2 separate regions of the Macaca mulatta genome follow, and region 1 is linked to region 2. A link is a contact called in public Hi-C data. All regions are on one chromosome and are shown on one strand. The core of a region is the stretch at or near the end of the contact, and the rest is flanking DNA. Distances in the headings are between cores, read along the strand shown. Region 1 holds the start of ATP2C1 (ATPase secretory pathway Ca2+ transporting 1). Region 2 holds the start of PIK3R4 (phosphoinositide-3-kinase regulatory subunit 4).

Evidence for each region. Hi-C and Micro-C count contacts between places; a contact is called where the count stands out from the background.
Region 1: a contact with region 2 is called in a Hi-C map of fetal cortex germinal zone, with 3 times the contacts expected there. The contact joins the promoter of ATP2C1 here to the promoter of PIK3R4 in region 2. A contact is called at or near these places in 5 of 14 Hi-C or Micro-C datasets (blood, cortical neurons, fetal cortex germinal zone and 2 more).

What each region holds. Positions count from the first base shown.
Region 1 is chr2:34,023,040-34,029,599 of T2T-MMU8v2.0, forward strand. ATP2C1 (ATPase secretory pathway Ca2+ transporting 1) reads left to right here and starts at 4,465. Exons shown (of 28, transcript NM_001266023.2): 1 at 4,465-4,634. The coding sequence starts at 4,629.
Region 2 is chr2:33,891,529-33,897,863 of T2T-MMU8v2.0, forward strand. PIK3R4 (phosphoinositide-3-kinase regulatory subunit 4) reads right to left here and starts at 3,807. Exons shown (of 19, transcript XM_077991441.1): 1 at 3,294-3,807; 2 at 1,428-2,203. The coding sequence starts at 2,160.

The DNA of each region.
Region 1 (6,560 bases), core at 3,215-5,714, 130 kb after region 2:
TGAATTATCCTAGTTTGGAGACTAGATGGAATATTCTTTTAAATGGGTGCGTTTGTATCTCAAAACAAATCCTGTAGTTTATATAATTTGGAATATTGTATGTCTGTTTTCCATGGAAATGATGAAGTTCATTGGTCATGGTACTCCTGGTCATGGGACTCACACTCTCTTTGCTCTTACCTCTTTCTTATTTTCACATGCACCCCATCCACACTCATGTCTAATCCAGACGACTGGTAGTATATAAGAGACCCCAAATATTACCACTGGCTCAGAATCTGAGCCAATAAATGGACAGACTATGCCATACTTGAAATAAACTTCTTTAAAAATAAAAATTAAGAGTATAAGTTCTCTCATTTCATCTTCTCAGTTTCATGAAATATTTCATGTTTAGAATGCTAGCAAGTGTGAAAGAGGCTATGGAATTTTGTGAGTGGTAAAATATTTGTAGAGTACTTGGGGATCTGGGTCCTATTAAAACCAACCAAACACAAGTAGCTCATATGAGTCCTTCAATTTTTATTCTTGCTTCCAACTTTTAATCTTCCAGCACTGCCAAAACATGGAACTAGGCAGATTTATAGCAATTCTGGTAGTATTTGTTAGGCACTGATTTCATACAACACTCTTGGCAATAAAACTGTATAGTTCTCTAAACTTGACATTTAGCATGTCCTTTATCCTATAAGAAGAAAAATACTTCTTTTTGTTCTGTTGGAGTAGGTTAGCTTATAAAAATAAAGTGATGCATCTTTATATGTTTTTAACATGTCCAACTTTGCCAGGCATGGTGGTTCATGCCTCTAATCCCAAGCACATTGGGAGGCTGAGGCAAGAGGATCTCAAGCCCAGGAGTTCAAGACTGCAGTGTGCTATGATGACACCATTGCACTCCAGCCTGAGTGACACAGTCTCTTAAGTAAGTTAGAAAGTAAATAAATAAATAAAATGTTCAACTTAAAATAAAATGACAATTTCTTTTCTAGCAGCTAGGTGAAATTTCGTAACTATTAACCTCTGGTACTTTAAACAACATTAAAACAGCCTTTAAAGAAGACATTAATTAACTAAGGAAAGATTTTAAAATAATTTTTCTAAGTTTTAATTTTTAAATTCCTAAAGAACCACATATTCTTTTACCATCCAGGTTTATAAAAATGCAGCTATCAAATTTGATATTAAAATCAAGATGCCTCACATCCTTTGTGGAATAAAGCACAGTATGAAGAAAATGAGAACATCATGACCATTCTTCTTCAATCTTTCCCATTTGTAATATTTCCCCCAAGCGGAGAAGCATGACAAATTTCCCCTTCTTGCTCATGTGACCACTTTTTGCATCAGATGCACTTAATTTTGTAGGTTGAATATTCAGGACGAAAGGAGAGTAGAAAGAATTTTTAGAGCTTTGATTTCTATGGAAGCAATAAGATGAAACTTGGACATAATATATTTCATTGCCATCAATCTCATTGTAGCTAACACTCCAGGGATTTGCTCGTTTCTCTCTATAATAATCTTATACTTCTATAGTGCTTATAATTTGCAACCTGCGTTCACTTACTTTATGAGATTCTTACAACAATCTTTTGAAAGAAGGGTAGTGTGTATGTATGTGTGTGTATGAATATATGTACATGTATGTGCATATATTTGTTTATATGTATACATACGTGTGTGTATGACATGTATATATATAGTCATCCCTCAGTGTCCACAGGGGATTGGTTCCAGAACCCCCTCAGACACCAGAATTTGCAGATGCTTAAGTTTTTTATATAAAATGACTCATTGGTCAATTCTTCTTGGTAAAGCTGATCTTGATCTTACTGGTTTCTTTTTTGGCTTAGTAATAGGAACAATGATTTTCATAATTTAGGCGACCAAAAGTAAAATTTCAGTTTAAGTCATTTTAGGAATAAACCATGGAGCTATAAATCTTTTGGAAGAGTTATAGATTCAGTGTTAATGCTAGAGTATTGCAGTCTATTAATAAAATAGATAGCTCTGAAAAGTTGCTTTAGAAAAATGTTTCAGCTAAAGTGACCCAATATCAAATTCTGTAGTTACCCTCTATTTTGTAAATGCGTATGTTAATACCAAAGTGTTTATATTGTGTAATTTCCTACCTTAGATGCTTTCATTTTTAATATAATGCTGTTTCAAGGTTGAGTATGTAGTGATAACTGTTACAAATTGGTTACAAGAGAGCACAATCATTGTAAAAATCATAGGCTATGTCATTATGTAGACAAAAATCACTGACAATGCATGCCAGAGGTGGATCATAAATAGTAACTCCTAAGACTAGAAATCTACTTGATAGTGATTTTTGTGGGTTCATCTTTAAAAGTGACCTCACTGAATAAAAGTTTAATATTTCTTAAAGGTAAATCTAAAAACTGTCCAGAATTTTCGATCCTAGTCTAGTACCACTTACTTGGGAACAAATATAGAAAAACAGGCAACCCCGTCCGTTAATTTGGCTCTATGTCATTGTATAGACAAAAATCACTGACCATGCACGCCAGAGGTGGATCATAAATAGTTAACTCTTAAGACTAGAAATCTACTTGATAGTGATTTTTATGGGTTCATCTTTAAAAGTGACCTCGCTGATTAAAGGTTCAATATTTCTTAAAAGAAAGGTAAATCTAGAAAGCTGTCCAGAATTTTCCATCCTAGTCTAGTACTACTTACTTGGGAACAAATATAGAAACACAGGCAATCCCGTCTGTTAATTTTGATGTTGAACGTGTGGTTAGAGAGCACACTGGGATATGTTACAGGACTTGAGATAAAAAGCAAATTTGTAAAGTGTCTAAGTGTTGATGGAGAAAAACACAACTAGCATATACGGAAATTTTCTTTTCGAGTTCTCTGGAGGGTGATCACCAACTCAGTAGGTGAAGCCCTGCCCTCTAGTGGTTATGGGTGTGCGAGGACTTCTGTTCAACACTACGTGTCTGGCTCACCAAGGTTTATTAAAACCAATCGTTAATTAAAAAGCACTTATTAGGGGTCTGGGTAAGATGCCGAGCAAGTGAAATGTTTACGTGTGAAAAGGCATTGCCCCTGGACAAAGGTACAGCGGCCGAAGAAGTGCTCGTTCATTGGCTTCGACCGCTGTACGACTGGTTTCTAATTGCTGTTCCAGCCTCTCCCCAGCTCCACACACCACAAACGAATGAAAAAGATTAGTTCTCCCTGGAGTTCTCTGAGGCTGAACCTTGCTGTCTCATTACACATGGTAACTAAACACACCCCTTACGGAATTTTGGGAAGTCGCCCCGCGATGACCGGCTTCCGCAAAAACCAAGCAGTCAGTGCAGGGTTTTGCAAGTGAGAGTGCGAGACTCGGGAGGCTGCTCTTGCTGCTCCAGTCCCTGGCAGGAGCATGGATACCTCGTCCCTTTCTTCCGCGGGCCTCAACGTCGCCTGCTGGGATTGTGACTGCCACCCCGTCGGGAGCGGCTTCCCCTGCAGAATTTGTAGAGAGCGCTTAAACGCCTCAGGGACAGCAGCCATGGCTGTCAGCTTGGGCTGACCCTGCGGCCGCCCCACGGGAATGTGTGGCCAACACGCGGCGTGGGCGAATCTCCCACCCTCGCGTTAAGTGGGTGCACATAAACGGGCGGATACCGTCCCTGGGATAAGGGAGGCGCCGGCAAGAACAGGGCGGGCCACCAACCCGGCGCGACCTCCTACCGGACGGATCCAAACACAAACATTGTCCATTCCAGGCCGAAGTCTGGGCCTTCACTTCACTTCCGCCTTCCCCGCCCGTGAGCACGAATACGCCTGCGCGCACCTCTCGCAGCGGAAGTAGTAGCGACAAAGCTTGGTGCGCGGCTGGCCCAGGAGTGCTGGGCGCGACTGGGCGGCCGGCGGCGGGGAGGGGCGGAGCGCAGGAGTCGGAGGCGGGAGCAGACCAGCACGGCCTCGCGGAGCCGGCCCGGCGGACCGTGACGGGTCCCCTCACCTCCTCTCCTTTCCCCTCCCCGCCCGCCCTCTCTCTCTCCCTCCCTCCCTCCCTCCCGCTCGCTTCTTTTCACGCCCGGAGCAGGCTCCTGCCTCGCACCGCTGCCCCGCGAGCAGCTCCTCTTCTCTCGAGGCGCGCGGGGCGCCCCCGCGAGCCCCGCGGCTGAGACCCCGCAGCCAGGAGGAGGGCTGTGTGGGGCTTTGGGTGGGTACCAGTATTACCTCCTGCCCCCATTTCTAGAAACTTCCAGGTTCTGAAGGAAGGGGAGGTTCGGGGATCCCATGGCTGGGGGGACATCTCTAGGGCGCCGCCCCGCTGGCGTGAGCTGGGGACGTTGCGGGCACACGATGGGGCGGGTGCGGGATCTTGGCGCGGGGCGGGGGGGCTCCCGAGATAGCGGCTGGGCGGGGAACTCCTTTCTCAGCCTCTATCTCGTCAGCGCCGCTTCTCCTGGTTTCTCTTGCAGATGCTGCTGCTAGGGGTGGTGGGAGCAGCCGTGGGACGCGTGGCCGGGAGCGGGGGTGACAGCCTGGGATTCCGGGGGCTTCTCTTCCTTGTCCTCCTCTTCTCTCTATTCCCAGTGTGGCCGTGGCTGACACTAAAGACTTTGTAGCCATCAACCCGAGTGCAGTTTCGATGGAAAATGAAGGTAAAGGCCCCTGGCCGACCGGTTGCAACGCGGAGTTGAGGGTGTGGTGGTTTGCTTTTAAGTTGACTTTGTTTTTCCACCTTTTTATTTTAGTGAGCTTATTTATTTACTGTGTGTGTGAAGTGTCCAAGGATTTGCTTACTTAGGGTATCCAGCTTTTATTTTGGTAACATAGGGCATTTGAGAGATTGGGGTTCTGTGGGTGACTGAGCTTGATTCAGCTTTCTTGAGGAATTCCTGCTTTCTTCAGCTTAGGGAATGGGAGGAAAGTTTTCATTTCAGATAGCGTCTATGTATGTTTAAATAGCTATTTGAAAGGAATTACCCGAGGGGAAGTAGAAATGGGGGACAAGGGGATGGGCTGCATCTTTGTATATTGGCGTTTCAAGCCTCGATGTGGCAGGATTCATTTATAAGAAAGCAAGCCATGTTTTATTATCTCTAGCACTGGGGGAAAAAGCTCATTGTTTTTCAATTCACACACACACACACACACACACACACACACAAACACACAAACAACAAAACAAAAACCTGTGAATTTAATGAAATGTTATGAGGCGAGTGCTTTTCTTAAAGTTCCACCCTATTTCAAAACATCATTTAGGAGGTTGACAGCGGAACCTGTTTGTTCACTGTACACTCTGGACACATTAGATCGTCATTCACATGTTACATGATCCCTTTGGCCTCATTAAAATATTTAATGCTTTTCCTGCACAGCACTGATTATTTTTAATTGTCGAACAACTGTGAATAAGTGATTTTTTTTTTTTCCCCTCCTGAAACAACACTTATTCTTTGGACTGACTTCTGACTTGTGCATGATCGTTTTTTTTCTTCTGCCTTTAACCGGGCTGCGAAATACTATAAAAGATACTTAACAAATGACAGGTTTTTCCTCTTCTGTAATTTGTTTTAAAAAATCTGTATCTGGTATAAAGGAACTGCAGTCTTGCTTGCTGGCTGCTTCTAATTTGTTTTTCCATTGTTGAGAATGTAAGCTTGATTGTCTTACTAGGACTGGTAATTTTGAAATGGATGTTTCTTATAGATGCAGTAATCAGTTTTGCTATCTGAGACCTCTGGGCTATGTAGGGAATATGATGAGAGTCATGATTATATTGTCCAATTTTACTCTGGATGGATAATTGGTGGAAGACATTTTCTGAAATACTAAAGTGTATAACTGCAGAGGAGTTATACTGTCTAATTGGGTCTTGAGAAACATTTGAAAGCAGTGATGTTTTTGGTGATAGGAAAATCACTTTTCTGAGTCTTTTTCCTCTCTAAATTTATAGATTTAAGAAAGGCAAATCCATTCTGCACGTGAGACAAAGAATGTTAAATGCATTCATATACTTGTTTCTTGGTAGAAACATCTTAAATAACTTCTAAAATTTAATGTATGTTTATGAGCTTGTTTTCAGAATGGTACCAGATTTAAGAGGATAGCCTAAAGTAGGTGGATTCTTTCATGTTGCTTTTGTTTCTTGATCTCTCAGGAAGAGGAGCATGAGTAATGAAGCCGATTCTCATTATCTACTGAGGTGGGAGGCGGTGGTTGTGAGATAGGAGCATGGTGCCTGCTTGTGTCTGTCTCTGTATTTTGTGGCCAAATATGAATTTTGTGTTTTCATAGTAAAAGATTATACAGTTCTTAAAAACGTGTGGGATTTTCTGTCCTGTTATTCTTGACCATCAAGAGACCATTTTTGTCAGTTTCCAAACTATCATAACATGTTTTTTTAATACATAAACAGTTTGAAGAAGAGCCTGTATATAGCCTAGAAATTTTCCAAAGTGATTGACCATATTAAACTACATAGATTGATACCTGTTCCTTTTTATTGTTCACTTGCCTTTTTATAGTTCTCATCCTTCTTTGATGTGGTGTAGTATTAACAATTTGGAGGTGTGAAACAA
Region 2 (6,335 bases), core at 2,557-5,056:
CCTGATAACTCCCAAATCTCCGTCTCTATCCCAGATTTCTATGCCCAAAAATTTATAACCAATTGCTGGGCTAGGTGTGGTAGTTCATCCCTGTAATCGCAACACTTTGGAAGGTTGAGGTGGGATGACAGGTTGAGCTCAGGCATTCAGGAACATTCTGGGCAACATAGTAAAATACAGTCTCTACCAAAAATGTTTTAAAAAATATCAACTGGGTGTGGTGGTGTGCGCCTGTAGTCCTGGCTACACGCAGAAAGCTGAAGCAAGAGGATCTTTGGAGTTGAAGGCTGAAGTGAGCTACGACTGCACCACTGCGCTCCAGCCTAGGCAACAATGTGAGATCCTATCTCTAAAACATAATAATAAATTAAAAATAAATAAAAATATAACCAAATATATGTTGTACATCTTCTCCTGAATCCTTGGCAGAAATCTCAAACTTAACATATCTAAAGCAGACCTCATCATCTTCCCAATCTTACCTGTTCCTCCTCCTGTGTCTCCTTGTCTCAGGGACCAGCATTACCACCCACTCAGTTTGGTGGGCGGGGAGAAGTTCCTGTGACTTCATCTTCCAATGACAGAGTCCTAACAATTCTATCTACTAATAATCTCTTAAGCATTACCACTTCTCTCCACTCCTTCCAACTCTGCCACAACCTTAAGCCAGTCACAATCATCTTACCTGGACTGTGGCAGTTTTCTCCTAACTTGTTTTCCTGTCTTCTGTGTAGCTTCCCTGCAAAATTCACTCTCCATGCTACAGTCAGGCCACACCGTTTCTGATCTGGCCTGAGTTTGGGCCTTACTTAATTCACATTCTGTGTTCCAGAAAACACATCAGTGCATCATGTTCTGGTTTTTAGGCTTTTGTGTAGGCAACATTCTCTGTCTGAAACAAACTACTCTACGAAAGTTAACTCCCAATCAACTTTCAGATTTCAATGTAAATATCATCTTTCTATTAAAGAGGCCTTGCTTGATCCCACCTCTTGACTCATCACCACCATGAGGACTAATTTAAGTATCTATGTGTTCATATAGTAGCACTCAATGCTTATTACCACCACAGTAAACAACACTGCATTGAAATGTCCTTTTGCAATATCCATGGTCACTTTAAAATGGAAGCATTATGAAAATATATTATCCATCAATGTCCCTAGCACTTAGGACAGTGCCTGACACATACAATAAAAGTAGGCAAGCAAATATGTTTATCTGTTTGTGTAAATAAACTGCTGTTTGCATTTCCTAGGCACTTAAACACATCCAATGCAGGAATGCTGCCTCTAATTGAAATAGTGTCTGAGGACAAACCAAGACATTAACTTTTCAATATCTGGTGACTAAAAAAAGCTACATTTCTGATTAACAGTTAAAAGATAAACAAATGCTCCTTTAGCAAATGTGACCCACTCAAATACCTGCTGAAAAGATGTCCATTGCTCTCTTCAACTCTCCTCTTGTTCTCTGATTGCTATTTAAGTCTACAAGTGGAGTTGAAGGATCTCTCATATATTCTAACTCAGTGGCAAACATCCCACCATCAACAAAACGTTCAGGAGCAATATAACAAGTTCTCCTCCGTGATGTGTCAAAGAAATAATTGAAATCTGCCGGGTTGTCTTCTGGAAGATAAGTGGGCTTAAAACTGGCAAAATCAGTTAGAAGAACCCAATTCCAACTGGTGACCATCACATTCTCAGTCTTGATGTCTCCATGACGAACTCCAGATTTGTGTGCTTGGTCCACAGCTGTCAGGATCTGGAAAGCAATCCAGCGCTTCTCAATGTTATTCAAGAATGGACGGGTACTGATACGATCATAGAGATTGTCTCGCACGTACTGCCTAAAGAGCATAGCTGCTTTCTCAGATGCTTTCTCTGATGCTTTTTGGAAAGGTAGACAGTTCTGTGCAGAATTAAGCCTGATTTTCAGTTCCTCCAGCTCTTGTTTATAGCTGGTTAAAGGCAATGTGGGATCCTGAATTGCAAAAACCTTCACAACGACCAGGCCTTCTCGGTGCTTGGCTCGAGCAACTTTAAAAAACCGAGTACTCCCCAGGCTTTTATCATATTCAAAGTCATGAATATCTGAAAAATAACTCTCTACAGAAAGGATCTGGGAGGGAGCAATGCCAGCAAGCTGATTTCCCATAATGGCAGGCACCTTTGGGGTCGGTAAGGTTAGGATACAATACCTATTTAAAAGAAAAACAAATGAAGAAAAAAGACAAGAAACAAAGAAGCAGTGAAATACCATTATTCCATTATTTGGTCTCTTCCGAAAAGACAGATGCAGCATATTTCTCTTCCACTAAGAGCACTGTACCTAGCCTTCTGGGCAGTCTCTAAATTTCACACACATTTATCTAAAAAGACCATGTTATTTTCTCTAAGAAGACCTTATTTTACCTAAAAAGATCCTGCTATTGTGCATCGCCATTTCCAGGAGCTGAACTATATTTAAATAGGTCTCTTCAACTTTAAGCCAAAAATGTTAGAATGTGTTATTTTCTGATATTTAAATTTAAAATATTAATGAGCCTTTACTATGTATTCCGTGCTGTGCTTGGGGCTATGAGAATCACAAAATTACTATATGACATAGTTCTTGTCCAAGAACCTGTAGTTTCTTGGAAATAAGACACAGACACATTAAAAACTTAAAACTGGCCGGGCGCGGTGGCTCACGCATGTAATCCCAGCACTTCGGGAGATCGAGGCCAGCAGATCACGAGATCAGGAGTTCAAGACGAGCCTGGCCAACATGGTTAAACCCCCTCTCCACTAAAAATACAAAAATTAGCCGGGTGTGGTGGTGGGCGCCTGTAATCCCGGCTACTCGTGAGGCTGAGGCAGGAGAACTGCTTGAACCCAGGACGCGTAGGTTGCAGTGAGTGGAGATCCCGCCACTGCACTCCAGCCTGGGTGACAGAGTGAGACTCCATCCGTCTCAAAAGAAAAAAGAAAAAAAGAAAAATGTGAAACTGACTAGGAGTCATCTAATACAAATAGGTCACTGAATTCCTGAAATGGTCAAACCAAGATCTAAAAATTCAGTTAACTCCTGGACACTTCCTGCCTAATTCCAATGTGCCCGCTCACCCAGCTAAAAGAAGGTGCAAACTTCCCTGGTCTGCAACAAGAAACCTTGCCACAGATGTTAAAGAAATGTAGACCAAAATAGGCACTTGCTAACCGTAGCCCAGGGTTTTGCTAACTCAGGTTTTGCAAGAAATAAATGCCACACATATACACACACGACCTTAAGCACACATAAACATTTACCCTAGGCCTCGGGAAAGTGTCAAAAATCGTTCAGAGGCTTCACAACGAGGTCATAGTGGACTACTTCGAGGACGGGACGGGAAAACGCGTCAGCAGCGGGGAAGCTATCTCTACGAAGGGTCTTTCTTCATAGGCAGGAGATGGGCTGTTGGGGGAGGGGCGCAGAAAAGTCCCGCTCTTCAGGAACCCGGGTGGTCCTGGGAGGAGAACTGGGAAAGCTCTCGGGGTCTCAGCAGAGAGAAGAAGCCACGCTAAAGAGTTTCCACAGGTACCCTGGGATTTGCCCCTTCCAGCCCCCTAACCTGCCCTGGGGGCCATGCGTTCCTGGGCCTCGTCTTCCTCTAGCGCGGATCGCTACACCCTTCCGAGCCCTCCTCGAGGGCCTCACCACCGGGCGGGGGGAGATGGAACCCGGGAGAGAAGTGGAGACCGCCAGTCCCAGGAAAACACTATACTTCAGCTGCTACAGCCGCAGCAAACGCCGAACTCCCGGGAAAGCAGCCGGTCTGACCTCACTTCCTGTCGCCGAGCAGAAGTGACGAAAAAGAGTGAGCCTTGAGGAATTGCCGGGGTAGGAAACTGGTTGCTAGGAAACGAACGAAGGCGTGGTCTTACTCCGGGCGAAACTACAGGGAGAAAATAATGCTCTGACAACGATCTATCCCCGTCCTCCTCTTCTACCTTTCATTCTCGAACGCTGAGGTTTCTGACATCCCCTAGAACCTGTTCAGACACCCCTTCACTCCCAGGACAGCAGAACAGCGTTAAGAGAACTCAAGAATATTTAGGAAAACTAATATATCCCAAGCTGGATTTTTAAGAGTTCTATTGAGATATAACTTACATACCATAAAGTTCACCTGCTTAAAATGTACAAAGCAGTAGTTTTTAATACATCTGTCGAGTTGTGCAATCATCCCTATAATGTGATTTTATTTAGTTATTTATTTTTGAGATGGAGTCTCGGAGTCTCGTTCTGTAACCCTGGCTGGAGTGCAGTGGCACGATCTCGGCTTGCTGCAACCTCCACCTCCCGGGTTCAAGCGATTCTCCGGCTTCAACCTCCCGAGTAGCTGGGACTATAGACGCCGGCCTCTACGCCTGGCTAATTTTTTGTGTTTTTAGTAGAGACGGGGTTTCACCGTGTTATGGTCTCAATCTCCTGACCTCGTGATCCGCCAACCTCGGCCTCCCAAAGTGCTGGGATTACAGGCGTGAACCACCGCACCCGGCCTTTTTTTTTTTTTTTTTTGGAGACAGAATCTCGCTGTGTCACCCAGGCAGGAATGCAGTAGTGCCATCTCGGCTTACTGCAAACTCCACCTCCACCGGGTTCAAGCGATTCTCATGCTTCTGCCTCCAGAGTAGCTGGGACCACAGGCATGTGCCACCACGCCCAGCTAGTTTTTGTATTGTTAGTAGAGACGGGGTTTCACCATGTTGGCCAGGATGGTCTGGATCTCCTGACCTCAAGTGATCCGCCCGCCTCGACCTCCCAAAGTGCTGAGATTACAGGTATGAGCCACCGTGCCCAGCCTGCCTGATTTTAAACATTTTCATTACCCCAAAAGGAAACCGTGAAACCATTCGCAGTCGCTCCTGTTCTCCCCCATTTCTCCTCCCGCTTCCAGCCCTAGGCAATCACTAATCTACTTTCTGTTTCTATACGCTTGCCTCTTCTGGACATTTTATATATAATATGTGGGCTTTGAGACTGACTTCTTTCACTTTGCATAATGTTTTTGAGGATTATCCCTGTTGTAGCTTGTATTAGTACTTCATTTATTTGTTGTTGCAAATATTTTTTTTGTATGGATATATCACATTTTGTTTATCCTTTTGTCAGTTGATAGACATTTGAGTTGTTTTACTTTTAGGTTATTATGAATAATGCTGCTATGTTCATAGCATTAGTGTATAAGTCTTTGTGTAGCCATATGTTTTCATTTCTCTTGGATAGATACTGAGGAATGAAATTGTGGGCTCATATGGCAGCTCTATGTTTAACATTTCAGAAACTGCCAAACTGTTTTCCAAAGTGCAGGCACCATTTTACATTCCCATTAGCAATGTATGAGGGCTCTAATTTCTCCACATTCTTGCTGACACTGTTATTATCTCCTTTTTTTATTATCCTGGTGGCTCTTAAGTGGTATCTCGTTGTTTTGATTTGTATTTCCCTAATAACCAATTCTATTAAGCATCTTTCTTATTGTGCTTGTTTTCTGTTCATATATCTTCTTTGAAGAGATGTCTATATAAATTATTTGACTATTTTTAATTGGTTTGTCTTTTTATTATTGAGTTGTAAGCATTCTTTATATATTCTAGATACAAATCCCTTATCGGAGATAGTATTTGCAAATATTTTCTCTATGTTGTCTTTTCACATTTTTGATAGTGTTCTTTAAAACACAAAATGTTTTAATCCAAAGCTGAAATTGTTATTATCCCTGCAACATTCCCTCCTCCCTTCTTCTCCAACTCAATATGCAGCACTACTACCCACTGAATTCCTCAAGACTGTAAATTTGGAACTCATTAAGGCATCCTTAACATATTCCTACTCTCCCTCTCTTCCTCACCACACTCATTCCTCCCATTCAGTGATCACTTGCTCTTGCTGATTCCATCCCCGAAATATACCTTGAACCCATTCACTGCCATCTCCTCAGAGCCTAGGCCAAGCAACCATCATTGTCATGATGTCTACATTTTGAAACCTACACAGAAAAGGCACTCCTCACTCCTGATATTATTTTGTATACTTCTCCCAAAATTTTTTCTGGGTCTTTTATGGTTTCATTTTGTGCTCTTAAATTTCTGAAGTATAGCTACAACTGTATGTTTTTCTAGAGAGTTACTCAGTTATCTAAAAATGTTGAGTAATACATTTCCCCCCACTTAGTTGAAATGTCATATTTACCATATAACAGATTTCCTATGTATATCTGGGTCTTCTGCTGGACTTTCTTTTCTGTCCATTGAGGTACTATTTAATTCATCTACCAGTACTTTTAAAATAATTGTATAATGTTTTAA